3 separate regions of the Mus musculus genome follow, and regions 1 and 2 are each linked to region 3. A link is a contact called in public Hi-C data. All regions are on one chromosome and are shown on one strand. The core of a region is the stretch at or near the end of the contact, and the rest is flanking DNA. Distances in the headings are between cores, read along the strand shown.

What was found. A called contact is a pair of places that touch in the nucleus more often than the background predicts.
Region 1: a Hi-C map of cerebral cortex shows a contact between it and region 3, with 1.7 times the contacts expected there. The contact joins two enhancer-like sites. A contact is called at or near these places in 2 of 484 Hi-C or Micro-C datasets (bone marrow-derived macrophages and cerebral cortex) and 1 of 9 other capture datasets (embryonic tail).
Region 2: a Hi-C map of muscle stem cells shows a contact between it and region 3, with 5 times the contacts expected there. The contact joins two enhancer-like sites. A contact is called at or near these places in 6 of 484 Hi-C or Micro-C datasets (cerebellum, forebrain, muscle stem cells and 2 more) and 2 of 115 datasets of contacts at active chromatin or transcription factors (neural progenitor cells and stem cell-derived neural progenitor cells).

The regions. Positions count from the first base shown.
Region 1 is chr4:98,242,127-98,245,437 of GRCm38.p6, reverse strand. It overlaps the pseudogene Gm12691. Among named protein-coding and RNA genes, the nearest start is that of 0610025J13Rik, 78 kb to the left of the region's middle. Within about 2 kb of position 1,712, at least 84 of the 459 cell types and tissues checked have an H3K27ac peak or open chromatin away from gene starts, as enhancers often do. A contact at or near this core is called in cerebral cortex, where this site is marked.
Region 2 is chr4:97,034,948-97,038,053 of GRCm38.p6, reverse strand. No RefSeq gene overlaps it. Among named protein-coding and RNA genes, the nearest start is that of Gm27521, 120 kb to the right of the region's middle. Within about 2 kb of position 1,328, at least 11 of the 459 cell types and tissues checked have an H3K27ac peak or open chromatin away from gene starts, as enhancers often do. A contact at or near this core is called in muscle stem cells, neural progenitor cells and stem cell-derived neural progenitor cells, where this site is marked.
Region 3 is chr4:97,617,012-97,620,202 of GRCm38.p6, reverse strand. It overlaps a transcript of Nfia not described here. Among named protein-coding and RNA genes, the nearest start is that of E130114P18Rik, 34 kb to the right of the region's middle. Within about 2 kb of position 1,357, at least 90 of the 459 cell types and tissues checked have an H3K27ac peak or open chromatin away from gene starts, as enhancers often do. A contact at or near this core is called in cerebral cortex, muscle stem cells, neural progenitor cells and 1 more, where this site is marked.

The sequences.
Region 1 (3,311 bases), core at 463-2,962, 620 kb before region 3:
AATATTTAATCTAAAGACGTCTGAATGTGTTGTCATTCGGAGACCAGTCCTTACAGTAGTTGTTTAGACCCAGCACATCGGAGTGTACCTTAAGCCAGTATCAGTGGGATACTTACACAAATGTGAGAGTTGGGCCCCATGACACGTAGGGAAATGCTGTGCACGTGAAGGCAGAGATTGGAGCCATGTTTCTGTAAGACAAGGCACAGCTAAAACTGACAGCAAAACAGCAGCTAGGCTGAGAGGCGAACACTCTCTCTGACAACACCAGCTCCCCACTAAGGCATGGTCTGCCCAGGCTGCTCTGAGAAAGCAGCAAACACATTTGTAGTCTGTTTGTGGGCATTCCACACAGGAGATAGACCAGCCAAATCTTTCCGTGACCACTGCTAAAAGGTCTGGCTTTGGCCGTGAGAGGTTATACTTATGTATTTCATCCTTTTATAACTGGAGCACTATTGAAAAATAAGTACTGTACCCATATACATGGTACAGGAAAGCAAGCAAGAAAACTCTGCTGAGAGTGCCTCAAGCCAGTATACAGCATACTGATATCAAGGATTACAACTATGGTTTTATGTAATTGGCTGCTTCCCCCTAACCTAGGCTTCTCTGCTTCTTCCTTGGAACTCACAGTCAGGGAGACACTGGCCCGGGCAGTCCTTCCTGTACTTGCTTGGGAATGTTTAGACAAGTTTCCAAAGTACAGTCCTAGATGGAAGGAAGAAAGTTACAACTTCCAGTGAGTTGTCCCGATTCCAGGGTGTGACACAGAATCCACCAAGTCTCACTGTGGTTTGGAAGGTTACGTTACTAAGTGGAACCAACAGAACCCAAAGGAAACATATGTGTTTCAGTACCAGATTCTCTTCACTTCCCGGACACTTTGCCCCCTCCCCCCTTCTGTCTCTCTCTCTCCCTCCCCTCTCACCACACACACACACACACACACACACACACACACACACACACACACACACACACACACTTTCTCATTCTGCAACCCTGGGGGAGAGAAGGCAGCTGTAGAAGCCAAAAAAACCTCCCCAGCCCTAATTAAACCCTCCAAGTCTCCAGGCAACGCAGCTAAGGAAAAACATCATTTCCAAGCTGAAGACCCCCAGCCCCCAGTCCCAGCAAAGGAAACAGGTCGTTTGGTTTAATCAGCCTACGTGCACATTCTCTCTCCCCAGGTTGCCAAGACCGAGCCTGTACCTAGCAGAGGTATTTGTGTAATCAAAGCTTCTGGAACGTTCCCTGCCAAGGCTACCAAAGTGAATAGGCTCCTGAGGTAAAAATGTTCCCCTGCTGGGGACGGCGCCCTTGAAGTCTACATCAAAATCAAGAAAGGGTCACAGCTGTTGCGGCACCCCACAGCGGAAAACTTGCAAGAGATCCCAGCCTGCATCACTGCGCTTCAGGTCGGCAGGAAACAGGCTCTATTTGCTTCTGAGAAGGGGGGCGGGGAGGGTGGGTGGGAAGACAGAGAGGGGGGAGGGACAGGGGTGGAATGGCGGGGGGGGGGGGTTTGGGGGGGGAGGGAGACAGAGAGACACAGAGACAGAAACTAGAGAAAGAGAGAGAAATTGAGAGAGAAAAAGAGACAGAGACAGATTGATTTTCAAAAAAGCTTCCATCATCAGTATCCTCTGAGATGGAAGAGACCCGCCCTGCATCCAAGCACCCCCTCCAATCTAGTCAACCTGTACTGCATATTGGCTGAGAGCCACTAGGTGGCAGCAGATTAACTCTTCGGATGCCAGAATGGGCTCTGAGTTGAGTCTGGTCCAAGTAAAGGGAAAATGATGGCCTCTTTTCTCCCCAATATTCTTAGCAAACGTTCTGCAAGGAGGGCTTTCTGGTGACCGCCTTGCATGGCGGCTGGAGTCAGGGTGGGACGCAATTGTGTGTGCTATAGGTTTCATGACTTGCCTCATGGTTCCAGGACTAAAAATGCTTTAGGAAATTTATGCATGTTCAAAGTATAATAACATGTGAATCCATTCCATTTTCCAGACCAGGTCCCTTGCCCTATGGGAACTACCAAGGGCAAGATGGCATTAAAAAAATAAATGGAGTTCTTGTAGCTGGCCACCTTGCAGGACGCAGGGATAGTTAGTTTGCTGCAGACAAGTTGGAAAGACTTGAGTAAGTTAGAGAAGATGGAGTTCCACAAAACTTTGATGATGCGGGTTTTATGCTTTTTAGAGTGAGTGATGGCCTACAATGTGGGAGCTATCGGAAGGAAACCTAGCCAGCAGGCCTAGAAATACTTGCTGCTTAGACCACAAGGAAACAAATCTTTCTCTGGGGCATTCTGGCCTCTGCAAAGCATTCCCCTGCATCCCACCTATTAAATTTCTGCCACAAATATAAAAATACAGTGGTGGTGATTGGAACAGGGGCCAGAAAGGTGAAAGAAATTTACTTCAGGAGGCAAGAGAGAGCTACCAGCCACAGGAGGAATAAAGTCAGGAGGGAGTGGCAGCAGCTGGGATGAAAAGTTGTGCTTATGTATGAAGGGTTTGGGAGACCACAGACAGCAGAGGAGGAGGAGGGAGAGGAGGAAGAGGAGGAGGAGGAGGAAGAGAAGGAGGAGGAGGAGGAAGAGGAGGAGGAGGAGGAGGGAGAGGAGGAGGAAGAGGAGGGAGAGGAGGAGGAAGAGGAGGAGGGAGAGGAGGAGGAAGAGGAGGAGGGAGAGGAGGAGGAAGAGGAGGAGGGAGAGGAGGAGGAGGGAGATGAGGAGGAGGAGGAAGAGGAGGAAGAAGAGGAGGAGGAAGAAGAGGAGGAGGAGGGAGATGAGGAGGAAGAGGGAGAGGAGGAGGAGGAAGAGGAGGAGGAGGAAGAAGAGGAGGAGGAAGAAGAGGAGGAGGAAAAAGAGGAGGAGGGAGATGAGGAGGAGGAGGAGGGAGAGGAGGAGGAGGGAGAGGAGGAAGAGGAGGAGGAGGAGGAGGGAAATCAGTAGGAGGGATTCACAATGTGGGCGATCTATAGGACTCAGGTGGAGTGAAAGACAACTTGAAGAGGTTTGGCTGGGCATTTGGGATCTCTCTGATATATTTCAAGAGAGTTTAGCAAAGATGAAAATGGTCTCAACAATTTTTATTCTTTGGCCTCAAGGCTGCCTAAGACCAAGGCTGCATGGGTGGCAAAACTGACTCTCTTCGCTCTCCTTAGCTGTCTAGGTGGTAGGGCACTGACTCTAATCTCAATCTCTTTTCAACATAAAAATCTCTTTTAGTGGACACACAAATAAAACTAAGGTCACCGCTCAAACACACCCTTGCCCAATCCAAATTCTAGACACCTCA
Region 2 (3,106 bases), core at 79-2,578, 580 kb after region 3:
GTAAATAAAGTAAGAGAAACTCAGATTTACTGGCATTCGTAGCTGCTCACAGTTCAAGAGTTCTGGAAGGTCTTCTTTCCAGAACTTTGGTTTCTATGGGATGAGTGTCGTCCTGGCTGGTTTTTGGCTCATATCTAAGTGCTGGATCATCTCCATTCATCATTTCTGGGCTGGACAAGATTCTCTTGTCTGAGCTGTGGATGTCCCCTGCTGGAAATGGCTGTTCACTGCAGCTGAGGGAATTGGTACAATTGTGGCAGCTGTGGATGCACTTATGTGTGTCAGGACATCCTCCCTGGCTGATTACATGATTCCCACCAGGAACACAGTCAGAAAACTCACTCTGTGACCCTGCTCTTACACTCCTGCTTTATTGGCAATTTCACCTTCTAAGTTATGATAACCACTCCTTATAAAGCACGGTATGTGTTAATATGACAAGCTCTCAACATTTGTTTCTAAAATCCATAATCTTGTTGCATACAGAATGGATTATCTTATTTAAACTGTCACATATTAATAAATTCTGAGTGGAATTACAGAATTTTATATTGTAAGAGTTCAGGCCTTGAGAATAGGTGGCCCCCATTAGTGTAACTTGCACAGGATATTTGTTTTACTTGTCTTCTTGTCCACAGGGTGCCTCTCCTGATACAGAGAATACACAAAACCACTTGGCTGTGGTTTTTCATCCTCAGGTGCAATTTTTTTCTGCTCTTCATCTTTCATTCTATATGTGCTCATTTGCAGCATTCGTGCCAGTGGGCTTTGCTTTGTTCTGCTTTCTATGTATCTGATCAAAATCCTCTCCCTTTTCAAAGCCTGCTTTTTTTTTTTTTCATCAGAAAATTTAGGGAGCTTTACTAACTGACTTAATTTTCCTTCCAAATGTAAAGTGCTGCTGTGACAGGCATCCTATGTGAAAGACATTCTGTAGTCCATGTTTCTGGGAAAATTCTCATTGATGAAGGAAACAAAATTCAGTTGTGTACAACTTATAAGATTATAAGAGGTGAGAGTACAGGCTAGTTCTTGGTCTGGACTGTCATTTGGGAGCATACTTTTCAAGACAAAAGCCACTAATCACTTATCCAAGACATCAGAGGATGGGCAAAATCAACCGTCCAGTGTCCAGCTGAATCACAGTTGCTGATTGTTCCAGCCAGTTGGGAGTTTTCACCATGTGATCAGCCCAAAGGCATTTCTTCAGCTGCCAGCACAGAGGCTTGTCGAATCTGCTAAGAAACCAGATGCAGCAAATACATATCCTCTACAGCCTGGCATCTGGGGTTTGTGCCTGCCAGCTGAGGAAAAAAGCCTGGGCTGCATGGAGCTCAGGGTGGAGATGTGGAGATCATAGACAGAAAACAGTGAGATCATCACATGTTTCTCATTGTGCTAGAAAAAAAAAAACCCTATTGTTGGAGAGCATGTGAGAACTTTGTAAGAACCAGATTAAGTATGCCTGGATTACATGATGGAACAATTATATGCTGTGGACTAACACATATTTGTTTTACTGAAAGTCTGTTCCTACTATTTTACTTTTTTCGTATGCAAAAGCGCTTATACAATTGACTCAGTGCAACTGTATTCATCAAGCAATCCATCTTATTCATATATATTTATGTGTACATGATGCATGCACATCATGTATATGTCTTTATTCTTCTTAGCCCATTAGTTTTTCCCAGATAAGAACTTCAATGTTACCTTCTTACTACCATTGTAGACCATAAGTGACTGGGTATTCTGGGTAATACCCTTATTTTGTTTTGTTTAAATCCCTTTCCCATATAAATTATATAAATATTATTCATTAAACTCCATTCCTTTCAATACAGTTAGCCAAATGATTATTGAATACCCACCTATGCAAAATATGGTATGACCATGAGACTGAAGGAGCAAGGAATCCAAGAAGCTTATGACCACATGGATCAAAGCTGAGTGGCCAGAGCCAGTGATGGATAGGTGTCAAGAGCTTCAGGCAGTAAAAAAGAAGCCAAAACAGAGGATTTTTACTTTGTGTGCTATCTGTGGCTAGGGCTCACAGTAATGTGAGAGTGGGGACCTGAAGATGTATTTTTCTTTCTTTCTTTCTCTCTTTCTTTCTTTCTTTCTTTCTTTCTTTCTTTCTTTCTTTCTTTCTTTCTTTCTTTCTCTCTCTCTCTCTCTTTCTTTCTTCCTTTCTTCCTTCATTCCTTCCTTTTTCCTTCCTTCCTTCCTTATTTTCTTTCTTTCTTTCTTTCTTTCTTTCTTTCTTTCTTTCTTTCTTTCTTTTCCTTCCTTCCTTCCTTCCTTCCTTCCTTCCTTCCTTCCTTCCTTTCTTTATTTTTCCTTGGTTTTCAAATATAAAGAATATATAATAAGGGGGGTAACTATGCCACATTATTTAATCAAGATTGTTTAACATTGTATTGTTTTAGAATGGATTTCTATGGCTCTATCTAAACAGCAGTACTGAAGAAAGCCATGCCCAGCCTCTTGTTATTTTCAAAGTAAGGCTTTGGCTTTTTCAGGTCATTTTATAGTATTTGTGTGCACACTGATCATATTATACAGACAGCAGAATATTGTGGCTTTCTCTTAACTAATACCCACCATTCATATGTGAATTCTTCTTAGGTTATTACTATACCTGTCAGCACATGTTACCATATGATTATTGGTTATTAATTATTTAATACCTACATTGTGAAACACATTGCCATGACCAGGAAGCTGACGGGCCAAGGTGTCCTAGAAGCTTATGGTCATGATGAATGGCTCAGCTCCCACAGGCAGTGGGTGCATAGGTATGGGGAGGTGCATTCCATAGAAAAGTAGCTCAGACAGATGGCACATCGTGCTACTTTTCTTTCCTGTATCCTTCCCCAAACTTTTGTCCACTCCTGACCATCATTAAGTAGACTTCTATGTAAACACTGACTTTTATAATTTTTTCTAAAATAAACATTATACTGCATGCTCTTCAACTTATAGTTCTTATCTAATAAAACATTAATCATTCAATTACTGATAAGCATTGCTTTTCTAAAGTCATCTTCCTTTTATACTATAATTAATGCTAAAAGACTATTGCTTATATTTATCCTCATAAAAT
Region 3 (3,191 bases), core at 108-2,607:
TCCAATGAGCCTCTCTTTCCAGTGATGGCCGACTAGGCCATCTTTTGATATATATGCAGCTAGAGTCAAGAGCTCCGGGGTACTGGTTAGTTCATAATGTTGTTCCACCTATAGGGTTGCAGATCCCTTTAGCTCCTTGGCTACTTTCTCTAGCTCCTCCATTGGGAGCCCTATGATCCATCCATTAGCTGACTGTGAGCATCCACTTCTGTGTTTGCTAGGCCCCGGCATAGTCTCACAAGAGACAGCTACATCTGGGTCCTTTCAATAAAATCTTGCTAGTGTATGCAATGGTGTCAGCGTTTGGATGCTGATTATGGGGTGGATCCCTGGATATGGCAGTCTCTACATGGTCCATCCTTTTATCTCAGCTCCAAACTTTGTCTCTGTAACTCCTTCCATGGGTGTTTTGTTCCCAAATCTAAGGAGGGGCAAAGTGTCCACACTTCAGTCTTCATTCTTCTTGAGTTTCATGTGTTAATACAACTTGCCAGATGATTCAGTGTTGCTCGCTTGCTCGCCCTTCCTTCCTTCCTTCCTTCCTTCCTTCCTTCCTTCCTTCCTTCCTTCCTTCCTCCCTTCCTTCCTTCCTTCCTTCCTTCCCTCCTTCCCTCCTTCCCTCCTTCCTTCCCTCCCTCTCTGCCTTCCTTCCTTCCTTTCTCTCTCTCCCTCCTTCTGTCCTTCCTTCCCTCCCTCCCTCTCTTCCTTCCTGTCTGCCTTCTTTCTCTTTCCTTCTTTGTGGGTGGTGTGTATGTGTGTGTGTGTGAGAGAGAGAGAGAGGGGGGGAGGGAGAGAGAGGAGGGGGAGGGAGAGAGAGGGGGGGAGGGAGAGAGAGAGAGTATTTAGACATGTGCAGGAAGTCTCAGAATCTCTTGCAAAAACAGGATTAAAAGGAAAAAGGAAGGAAGAAAGAAAAAGTAGACCCCTCCCTCTCCAGGGAGACATTAGAGGAACAGTGAAGCCTGAGGGAAGTTTGAATGCCAAGAAAGCCTGTTTTGAGTCAGTAGGAAAGAGGCCAGTGTGGGCACCGTTGGGCAGCTGCGAGCTGCTGGCTCTATCCATTCAAAACCACTCTGGCAGAGGGGAAATGATCTTTCTTTTATCACTTTTTAAAAAGGAAGTTTAAAAAAACCGCAAAAGATGCAGAAACATACTGATGTCACTGAGAGGGGAGACCCAGGTCACCACCAACAGTGGGTGTCAGGGATCCCCCACCCCACAACCACAGCTCAGCTCTAAAAGGCGGCCCAGACAATAATCAGATGCCAAACCATGCGAAGTGCCCAGAGGCGACTCCAAAACACCCAGCCCACCAGCGGATAAAGGCTGCCAAGGAGCCAGATGCTGCAGCTTTAAAAATATCTTCCGCTGCTTGGCATCTGTAATCGCGGCTGCTGTCTCTTCTCCAGGAAGGAGCGGCCAGGCTGGGACAGCCGGGCAGGCGGCAGCAGTGCGCTTTTGCTAGGCGTAACCCAGAGCTCCAGAGTGCCTCTGGCCAGGCTGCCCACTTGGCCTTGTTAAATCACCTCCAGCATATGGTGAGAGACATCTGCCCAGGATCTGGACCTCACAGACAGGATGAGGAGGCTGGAACCAGCTTTCTGAGACTGAATGTTCAGGCTGAGCTTCCATAGGAAGCCAGGGGGCATTTCCAGGACTTGGATCTCCTTTGCACAGGGCTGAACTCTTAAAAAGAAGGATCCCTCTGGGTCATGCCACGATCAGTCTAGTTTCCTGAGACACCTGCTGATTTAGCCGTGAAACGGAGTAAAATTTATGCCTTGTGATTTGATGTGGGGAAGGATACTAACTCATTCTAAAGCATGCTTCTGCCCTTTGTGTTCCAGTTGAAGGAATCGCAGTTTTTCCATTAGAAAAGTCAGACAATCTTACCAACAGGTTGTAGTTTCAGGAGTCCCCAGAGATCTAGGTAGCACTTTTCCTGATTCTTGCTAAATGGCTGGCATTGATGAAATTTGTCTGACTAGGAATTGGGTCCCTTTGACACACTGAGATATAGCAAACCATCTGACTGAACTGGCAAATTTCTTCTTAGGCAGCAGTAGGGAGTTAATAAGCTATTTATGAGAGGAGCCAGAATCTTGCTTTAAAAAAACCTTCCCTTTGTCTCTCTTATCCAGTTTCTCCTTCTACCCAAAACATCAAATTATAAAGGCAAAACTGTGGTTTCTTTTCTATTTCATTTTAACCTTCAGATAGCACTTCATTGATTTATTTTATACTTCCCCGTTTAAAAAGGAGGGAGGATACAGTCCTTTTGATGAGGCAACAGCTCAGAACTGAAGCTGGGGGAGAAATCCATTCATGATTTAAGGAAGAAAGAGTCACAGGTATGCTTACAGACATGACCCTGTACACCACAAGAGCTGGGACAACCCTACTTTATCCTTGTGTATACAACATCATAATACAACATCATATCCTTGTATGACGGAGCATCTTTCCCAGAATGTATCTGGGTTTTCTTTTATAGTGACATCAATGGTCTACAAGTCAGTGGATGCTTGCAGCTGGCTTTTGGACCTTTATTCTCACCTGTCACCAATCCCAATGACACAGAGCTAACTTAAAGCCCCATCACTTCCAGGTTCCTCTCTAGTTGTGGGACAAATGGATGAATTATACCAAACAGTTTCTTCCATCTTCTGGCCACAGTTTTGGTTTAAGAATAGGCCCTAGGGTCAGTACAAATTAAAATGGAATGAATCTTGGAAGCTTTGCAGGGAACACTGAGATGATTCTTAGATAGAAATAGTGAAGTCACACAGGAGGAGTCCAAGGAAAACAGAACAAAGAATGTAAGCCACCCACAATGAGTTCTGGATCATCCTTGATGAAAATTCTATAGATGAACTTTTCAATGATAAGAGGCTATATAGATCTTAGGGACAGTTTTCATTATTTTATTTAAACAAAAAGGAAACACGCTTACTTTCTTTTGTGAAGCTTGGTATTAGGACTGGTGACTCTGGTAGTCACCTCGGCTATTCTTTTCCGGTTGTCCTCAAGGTTCCACTGTGAGGAATCACTGTGGACAATCTCAGTATGGTGTAGTTCGTTACATACAAGCCACACTTCTTGCTCCATGACATTTTGGACCAGAAACTTCTGGAAGCCATTTGGGAGGGTTGTGTTTTCTTATCCTTTTACTCCTATCAACAACATTTTTC